Regions from separate parts of the Sus scrofa genome. Here region 2 is linked to region 1. Evidence: chromatin contacts called from public Hi-C data. All regions are on one chromosome and are shown on one strand. The core of a region is the stretch at or near the end of the contact, and the rest is flanking DNA. Distances in the headings are between cores, read along the strand shown.

The links. Hi-C and Micro-C count contacts between places; a contact is called where the count stands out from the background.
Region 2: a contact with region 1 is called in a Hi-C map of epiblast stem cells, with 1.9 times the contacts expected there. The contact joins the promoter of LRRC24 here to the promoter of ZNF7 in region 1. A contact is called at or near these places in 1 of 5 promoter capture datasets (fetal skeletal muscle), 2 of 47 Hi-C or Micro-C datasets (epiblast stem cells and liver) and 1 of 2 datasets of contacts at active chromatin or transcription factors (alveolar macrophages).

What each region holds. Positions count from the first base shown.
Region 1 is chr4:157,674-161,095 of Sscrofa11.1, reverse strand. ZNF7 (zinc finger protein 7) reads right to left here and starts at 1,879. Exons shown (of 5, transcript XM_013987971.2): 1 at 1,767-1,879; 2 at 296-340. The coding sequence starts at 298. It overlaps LOC110260418 (a long non-coding RNA gene), which reads left to right and starts at 1,955. Exons shown (of 2, transcript XR_002343668.1): 1 at 1,955-3,103.
Region 2 is chr4:275,769-279,190 of Sscrofa11.1, reverse strand. It overlaps LRRC24 (leucine-rich repeat-containing protein 24), which reads right to left and starts at 1,559. Exons shown (of 5, transcript XM_003125437.3): 1 at 1,307-1,559. It overlaps C4H8orf82 (UPF0598 protein C8orf82 homolog), which reads right to left. Exons shown (of 3, transcript XM_021090544.1): 1 at 3,099-3,422; 2 at 2,454-2,502; 3 at 643-2,178. The coding sequence starts at 3,260. The coding sequence ends at 1,733.

The DNA of each region.
Region 1 (3,422 bases), core at 630-3,129:
AAAGTTCCACATGCTGTAGCCAAATAAGTAAATAATAAAATCAAGGGAGAGACAGTATAAAGGAAAAGAGGGACACAGACCCAGGTAACCTACAGCCCTCCCCCAAGAGCCTCAGGTGGGGCCCAGTGTGGGCAGCGGCTTGCCCACTGCGTTGGTGATGGGCAAGCCTGAGCTTGGAAAGGGCCATGCAAGGGGCCAAGGGAAGGCCTAGGCCCAGGCCCAGAGGGCAGGGGTGCCCAGAGGACGTAAGGGCCCTCACTGGATAAGCGAGGGAACAGGGAAGTCAGGCTCCTACCATGAGGCTCGGTGGGCGGGCTTCCACGTGTCCGGGACGAGAGACCTGTGGGCAGTTATGAAAGGGTCAGAGGTCAGGGTGCTGGAGGCCCCAAGCCCTAATTTCCAGGCTAATCTTGGGGGTACTGCCTTCTCCCATCCTTTACCTCCAACCCCAGGTGTTCTCTGGCAGGGATGTGAGGCAGGGCCAAAGCAGCCATGGCACTTGATTATCTGCCCCTCGAAGCTTCATTCACCTTTCAGAGTTTGCGCAGAGTGCAAATCACTCTGAAACACGAAAGGGGGGGGCACATGTACCAGGTGCTCAACTAAGCAGTGAAGAAGGACTCTGCCTTCATGAAACAGTCTAGTGGAGGAAAGACTTAAATGACCACTCCACCAAACACCAAGTTACACCTGTGATAACAGCACCGAAGTACAAGGAGCCCTGAAAGCATTTAAACTTGGAAACTCCAACTTCGTCTGATGGGTCACCTCCCTTGGCACTAATGCAGCCAAGATAATGGAGATGAAAAGGCCACTTAGGGCAGCAGGAACGGCACATGCAAAGGGCATGAGGCAGGAAGGAAGAGGGCTAATGAGCCGGGGCGGGGGGGGGGGGGGGGGGCTGGATCACAGGCATCAAGAGGAAGCAGGAAGGACAAGAACCAGGAGGATAAAGAGGCTGTCCCCACCCAACAACTTGGCCCCTCCCCAGGGAGGTCAGAATGAAAAGCGGGGTTCCTAGGTGAGCGTTTGGCTCAAAAAGTGGCTTGAGGGGGAGTGCCCTAGTGGCCTAGTGGTTAGCACTATGGCCCAGGCTCAACCCCTGGTCTGGGAACTGAGATCCCCACCTCAAGCTGCTGGTCACCACGTCCAAAAAAACCCCAAAACAAACAAACAAAACTACTTGAGGGCAGAAACCCCAGGCCGTGAGCACAGCGAGGGTGACCCAGTCAGCAGTGACCACTGCCAGGTGGGTGCCCATCTCGGCCTGGCCAGGAGACATGTGGCTGCCAGTGCTAGTTTCTGGGTCCCTTGCAGAGAAATGCAGGCCTCGAGCAGCAGCCAGAATTCTGAGAAGGTAAACAGCCTACCCCACCCACGGCACAGCCGTTTTGCCACTAGGTCTTCGAGGGGCGGAATAAAAAGCTCCTAGAGGGGAGTGGTTGTGCAGGAAGAAGCTGAGAGCCCCTTGGAGCACGCAGAGACCTGGCGGGAAGGTGACGAGGCTGCCACGAGGCCGGATCCGCGGGACTCCACCTTCCGCCTCCACCGGCCTCGGCCAAGGCTCGACCACCGCCCTGCCAGTCGCCCACGGACTCTGCAAGACGCCCGCGCGACCCGTGCTTCTTTGCGGACAGGCCCGCGGAGCGAAAGGCCCGCAGTGTCGGAGGCGGGACGGCGCGGGGCCCTCCGGCAGCCACCCCGCCCGCGGGCGTGGAGCACGTGGGCCGCCCGGACCCTCACCCACGTCCGTCGCACCGACTCACCCTCCCCAGGGCCGCCCGAGGCTCTACGAGCGCGACGACGCCGGAAACGGGCCTCGGGCGCCCGCTCTCTCGCACAACTTCCGGCCGTTCTGGGCAGCTCGGAGGCTCGGGCGACTCGGTGGTTCCCAGCCCCGCCTCCCGGGAGCCAGAGCAGGGGCGGGGCCAGGTCGCGGGAAAGGACGCAGCTCCGAGAGGGCGGGGCCGTAGCCCGGTAAGGGGCGGGGTCACAGCGAGACGGGCGGTGGGGCGGAGCCGAGGCCCAGGAACGGAGGTGGAGGAGCAGACCCGGGCGACGCGGCCCGCGAGCGAGAGGGTCGTCCGGGTCAGTCCAGCGCAACTCGGGTCACCAGTCCCAGGGCCCTGGTCCCCTTATTGGATCTATGTCTGGGTTTGCTGAAGCACCCGCTGGGCCCAGGACTGCAGAGACGCCCCTACCCAGGCTGTGCCCCGGGTGGAGGGGGACAGGGGGAACGGCTTCATCGCGGGGTTCGGGGCAGGACAGCTCAGGACCTGCGGAGATACTGGATGGTGTAGGATCCCAGGCCAAAGGTGGCGCACCCTGAGATCAGGTCAGACTTTTTCCTCCCTGCGCCCCACCCATCCCCAGCTTCTTGTGGACCCCGGAGCCGTCTGTTCTGGGAGTTCTTCCAAACCCACTCTCTGTGCTGTATGTGGGGGCAGCGGTCACCTCAGCTTCCTTGGGACTGACCGGAGCCTCCCCCTCAGCAGCCCAGCTCCCTGCAGCCTTGAGGAGGGCGCTGCCTGCGTCTTTGGGAGCCTCAGCTTCCCCTCCGGTTCCGGGCCTTGGAGTGCTGGTCTGCAGCTGCGGCCTGACTCTGTGCCCGGCCTGACCCTCGTTCACACTGCACACCCCTGGAGGCAGGACAGAAAGTGTGCACAGCGAAGACCCTGACACCCTACTGGTTGATGATCCAAATCCCGAGGTCCCTCTCAGAGTCCGGTGAGATCCAGAGCCAGCTAGAGGAAGAAAGTGGCCGCGTCAGCTCCCGAAAGGCCGTCTGGGTGAGGTTGAAAGGAAAAGCCAACAGGAGTTCCCATCGTGGGGCTTCGGAAACAATCCGACCAGGAACCATGAGGTTGCGGTTTCCATCCCTGGCCTGGCTCAGTGGATTAAGGATCCGGTGTCTCTGTGGCTATGGTGTAGGCCGGCAGCCGTAGCTCCCATTCGACCAGCAGGCTCTCGGGTCCACCTCCTCTCCCCGTGGTCCTGTGCTGCCTCTTCCTACCCTGCTCCTCAGCAGCTCAGTGCAACTCTCCTGTCCCCCGCATCCTCCCTGGTCGCACGCAGAGAGCATCTGTGCAAAGACAACAGACGCGTGAGTGGACAATGGGAAAGGAGAGGGACATGCCTGCTTCCCAGCTGCCCTCCAGGTCCTAAGCCCCAGCCAAGGGCTTGCGGGTACACTGTGCACCCTAGTGGTTCTGACCTGCGGGAGCCTTTCACCCAGAGGTCTTCCTGCAAACCTGGACCCCAGCCTGGTCCTCTCAAGGGAAGGGGGGCACTCCCAGGATGACACAGGGAGCAAGAGCGGGAGCCTGCAGACTCTGAGGACAGAGCCAGGCCCAGAGTGTCCACCCAGTGGACACGTGGGCAGTGTGAGGGCATGCAGGTCCTGGGGGCCTGGGGGTGGGGAT
Region 2 (3,422 bases), core at 310-2,809, 120 kb before region 1:
CACAGGAAAATGAAGGCACAGCTTTGTCCAGCCTCTGCCCTGCCCTCGTGGGGGCAGGAGTGGGCAGAACAGCCTAGCTAGAACTAGGGCATTTTTCTGGGAAACTTATTAGAGAATTGGGGGATGAGACAAACAATAGGAAAGCCAGTTCAGAAGCTGTGGGCCTGTGTTCTCCGTGCTGGTCCCCAGACAGTGCATCTATCTCTGGGGTAAGCAGGGCCCTGGAATGGCTGGGGTGTAAAAGGACCTTGGGCCACCAGCTGGTTTTCTAGCATAGTTTCCCAGGTAGGCTCTGGAAGCAGTGACCACCTGGACTAGGAAGGAATGTGTGGTGTGTTGAGGTTTATACACAAGCAGCTGTGAGCGTGGAGAGAAGGCTAGTTCTGGGTACAAGGTGACCCGTGTTAAAGGTGGGGCCTGCACTGAGAAGCCAGCCAGTCTGGAGACAGGGATGATGGGGCTGAGGGTGTGTCATCACCTAGCCTCATGGCCCACCTCAGATGGTCCTTGCTCTGGACACCTGCCTGTCCACCCAGTCTCCCTGTTAGGGAGAGTGAGTCATGTGAGAAGGCGCCAACTGGGCTTGGTGGTGTTTAAATCTTGCTCTAAATGCTAACTCGAATTTAAAATCACTAGAGAGAAGTAGGCACAGCAAAAGTTTTAATGGAACAGTTTTGGCCCAGGCAGAGGCACTTCCCAGATGTCTCAGAATGTGTGAACCCCAAGAAGTTGGGGGCATTCTCTGAGCCCCTGGGATCCATCTTCTTGAGCAAAAGGGCCCCCACCAGGCTTCCAGGGGCAAGGCCTTGCAAATAGGGAAGATTCTTGGCCTCCTCATGACTCAGGGGACTGCTGTTCAACCGGACACCGGCTAGGTGCTGATTCGTGTAGATGGGCTGGCCTGGGCAGGGTTGAGGACCCAAGCAGGAAAAGCAGGGGAGGCCAGCCCAGAAATCCTTTTACCCAGAGGACAACCCCCTAATCTGCCCAGGCAGGGGTGGAGCGTCACACACCGGACGCCTGCCACTGCCTCCAAGGGACCCATCTGTGCGGGGGCGGGGGGGGGGGGCGTTAAGGGAGGAAGCCCCACAACGCCCTCGGGCGCAATGCGAGGCCTGAGCCGGGTCCCTGGCTCTCCCAAGATGTCCCCTGCATCCCCAGCAGCGCGGTCTGTCCGGGCCGGTTCAGGACAGGGCGTGGTCTCCGCCAGGTCACACGCCCTTCTCGGTGAGCGGCGGGGACAGAGCCGGGACGGCCCCTGATCCCGCCCCCACGCCCGCTGACCTTGAGTCGGGCGCCCCCTCACCTGACGCTCTCGCGGCTTGGCTCCCCCGCCGAACCCCGGCCCACCGAGCAGCGCCGGGCGGGGGAGGGGCGGGCGCCGCTCGCGCTCACGCGCTGGAGCCCCCGCGCTTCCCGCCCGCCGCCCAGGTCTGCTGTCGCGAGCGCGGGCCGAACCAGAGGACGCCGAGGACGCCCCAGGCCGGGGATGAGGGGAGGGAGCAGAGCGCGGGTGACCCCGGCCCTCCCCGCGTTGGGGCTCGGGCCGCGGCAGCACCTCGGACAGCGCCGGGTGGGGCGGGGCCGCGGAGCACCTCCGCCGCGCACGCGTACTCAGCCGGCGCGCTCTCCGGGTGGCGCTTGCGCAGCGACGCGGCCCGGGGGGTGCGGGGGCGCTGGGGGCCGCTGGGGGGGCCGGGGGCCGGGGGCCGGGGGGCAGGCAGCCAGCAGCTCAGCGCGGCGGGGCGGCAGGCAGCAGTGGGGCCAGGTCCATAGTGAGGGCGAAACGGCAGCCCTGCCAGCGCACGTGCGAGGGCAGCTCCGGCGCGCCAGGCGCGTACTCGAAGCAGGCGCTGAGCTCGAAGGCTAGGGCTGATCGCACCAGACCCACGCCGCCCGCGCGCTCCGGCGCTGGGTGGTAGAGGCGCCCGTTAGCGGCTAGGGGTAGCAGGCGCGCTGGCTCGAAGGGTACGGTCAAGGCCTCGCCGCCGCCACAGTAGGAGAGGCGCGGGGGCTCGGGGCCCGCCGCCAGCAGGTGCGTGAAGACCACGGGCCGGTCCTCGCAGCGTAGGAAGTTGCGCTCCCTGCCGCAGGGCGAGAGGAAGGGGAAGGAGGTCTCGTAGCGGCCGCTGCGGTTGGGTCTTAGGCGAGAGAAGAAGAAGACCAGGAACTGTGGGTCTGGGGAGGAGGGTCAAAGAGCGTGACTGCTCAGCATGTCCGGCCCAGAGCCTCCAGGACCCTACTGCCCCAGGCAAGCGGCTCGCCCTGGGTCACACCAAGGGCTGGGGCCGGCTGTGGGAAGGCCAGCCAGGCCTCACTCTAGACAGGGGCTTTAGAGCACAGGGCGGCCAGTCCCCTGCAGCGGGCAGACCTGCCGGCAGGTTGGTCAGCAGGGCCCTTCAGGGCTTTCCCGGAAGGGAGAGGGAAGGTAGGGGAGGAGGACGCATCACTACCTTTGAAGCAGGTGATGAAGTTCTTCATTTTGGAGTCATCCAGGAAAAGCTGCAGACAGAGGAGCAGGCCATGGCCTTTGAGCCCTAGGTGGAAGCCGGACAGAGCTGCCCCCCGGGGGGGGGCGAAAGGACCTGAGGTCGGGCCTGTGTCCGCTTTCCTTGATGGCTGTGCACACGGTGTGCAGGGAGGCACGTGGAAGGCAAACCTGGAGGCCCTACCGACCTCCCCACATCTACCCTGGCCTTGCTTTCTCATGCGGTTTCTCTAGGCTGGCGTGCCTTTCCCGCGCTTCTTCCTCCTTTCACGTGTCTAATGAGATGGGCCCCCTCCTCTGCGGAGGCTATATGACTTGCTTCCTCCCGTGTGTGGTGGATGCCCCCACCAGGGCTTCCAAAGCAGGCCGGGGGGCGCGGCTGGGGCTGCGGGACCTGGGGCTGCAGAGCGCTGGCGCGGCCACCTGCGGGAGGCTGGCCTCTTGGCCAAGCCCTCTGGAGCCGGGAGCCCCGGTCATTTCAGCGCGCCGCCCCAGCTCGGCGGTCTGTTCACCTGCTTTAGAGACCCTGCCCCTCAGCCGCGCCTCCGCAGGCGCCCAGCACCCGGCGCCGCCCCTGTCACAGCCCCCCTCAGTCCCCTGCCCAGCCCACCTGGCCCTGGTGGTCCACGTAGTAAAAGTACTCGCGAGTCCGCGGCTCTGGGCTCTGACCCTGCGTGTAGGAGACTCCCTGGCCCCCGCCGTACGCCCGGGACCCCGAGGACCGTGCCCAGCCAACGGTCCAGGCCTGCAGGGCCCCTCGTGTCGCCCACATCCTCCTCCTTCGCCGGAAGCGGCCAGAGGGTCAGGCGCGGGCGGTGCTGCGCGAACGTACATCCCCCGGAGGCTGCGACCTCGGGCTTTGGGTTCCGGCGGCGGCGCGGAGCTCACTCCGTGGCCTCGCGCGCTGCCGGGATCCCGGGCGGTCTCGACGCTC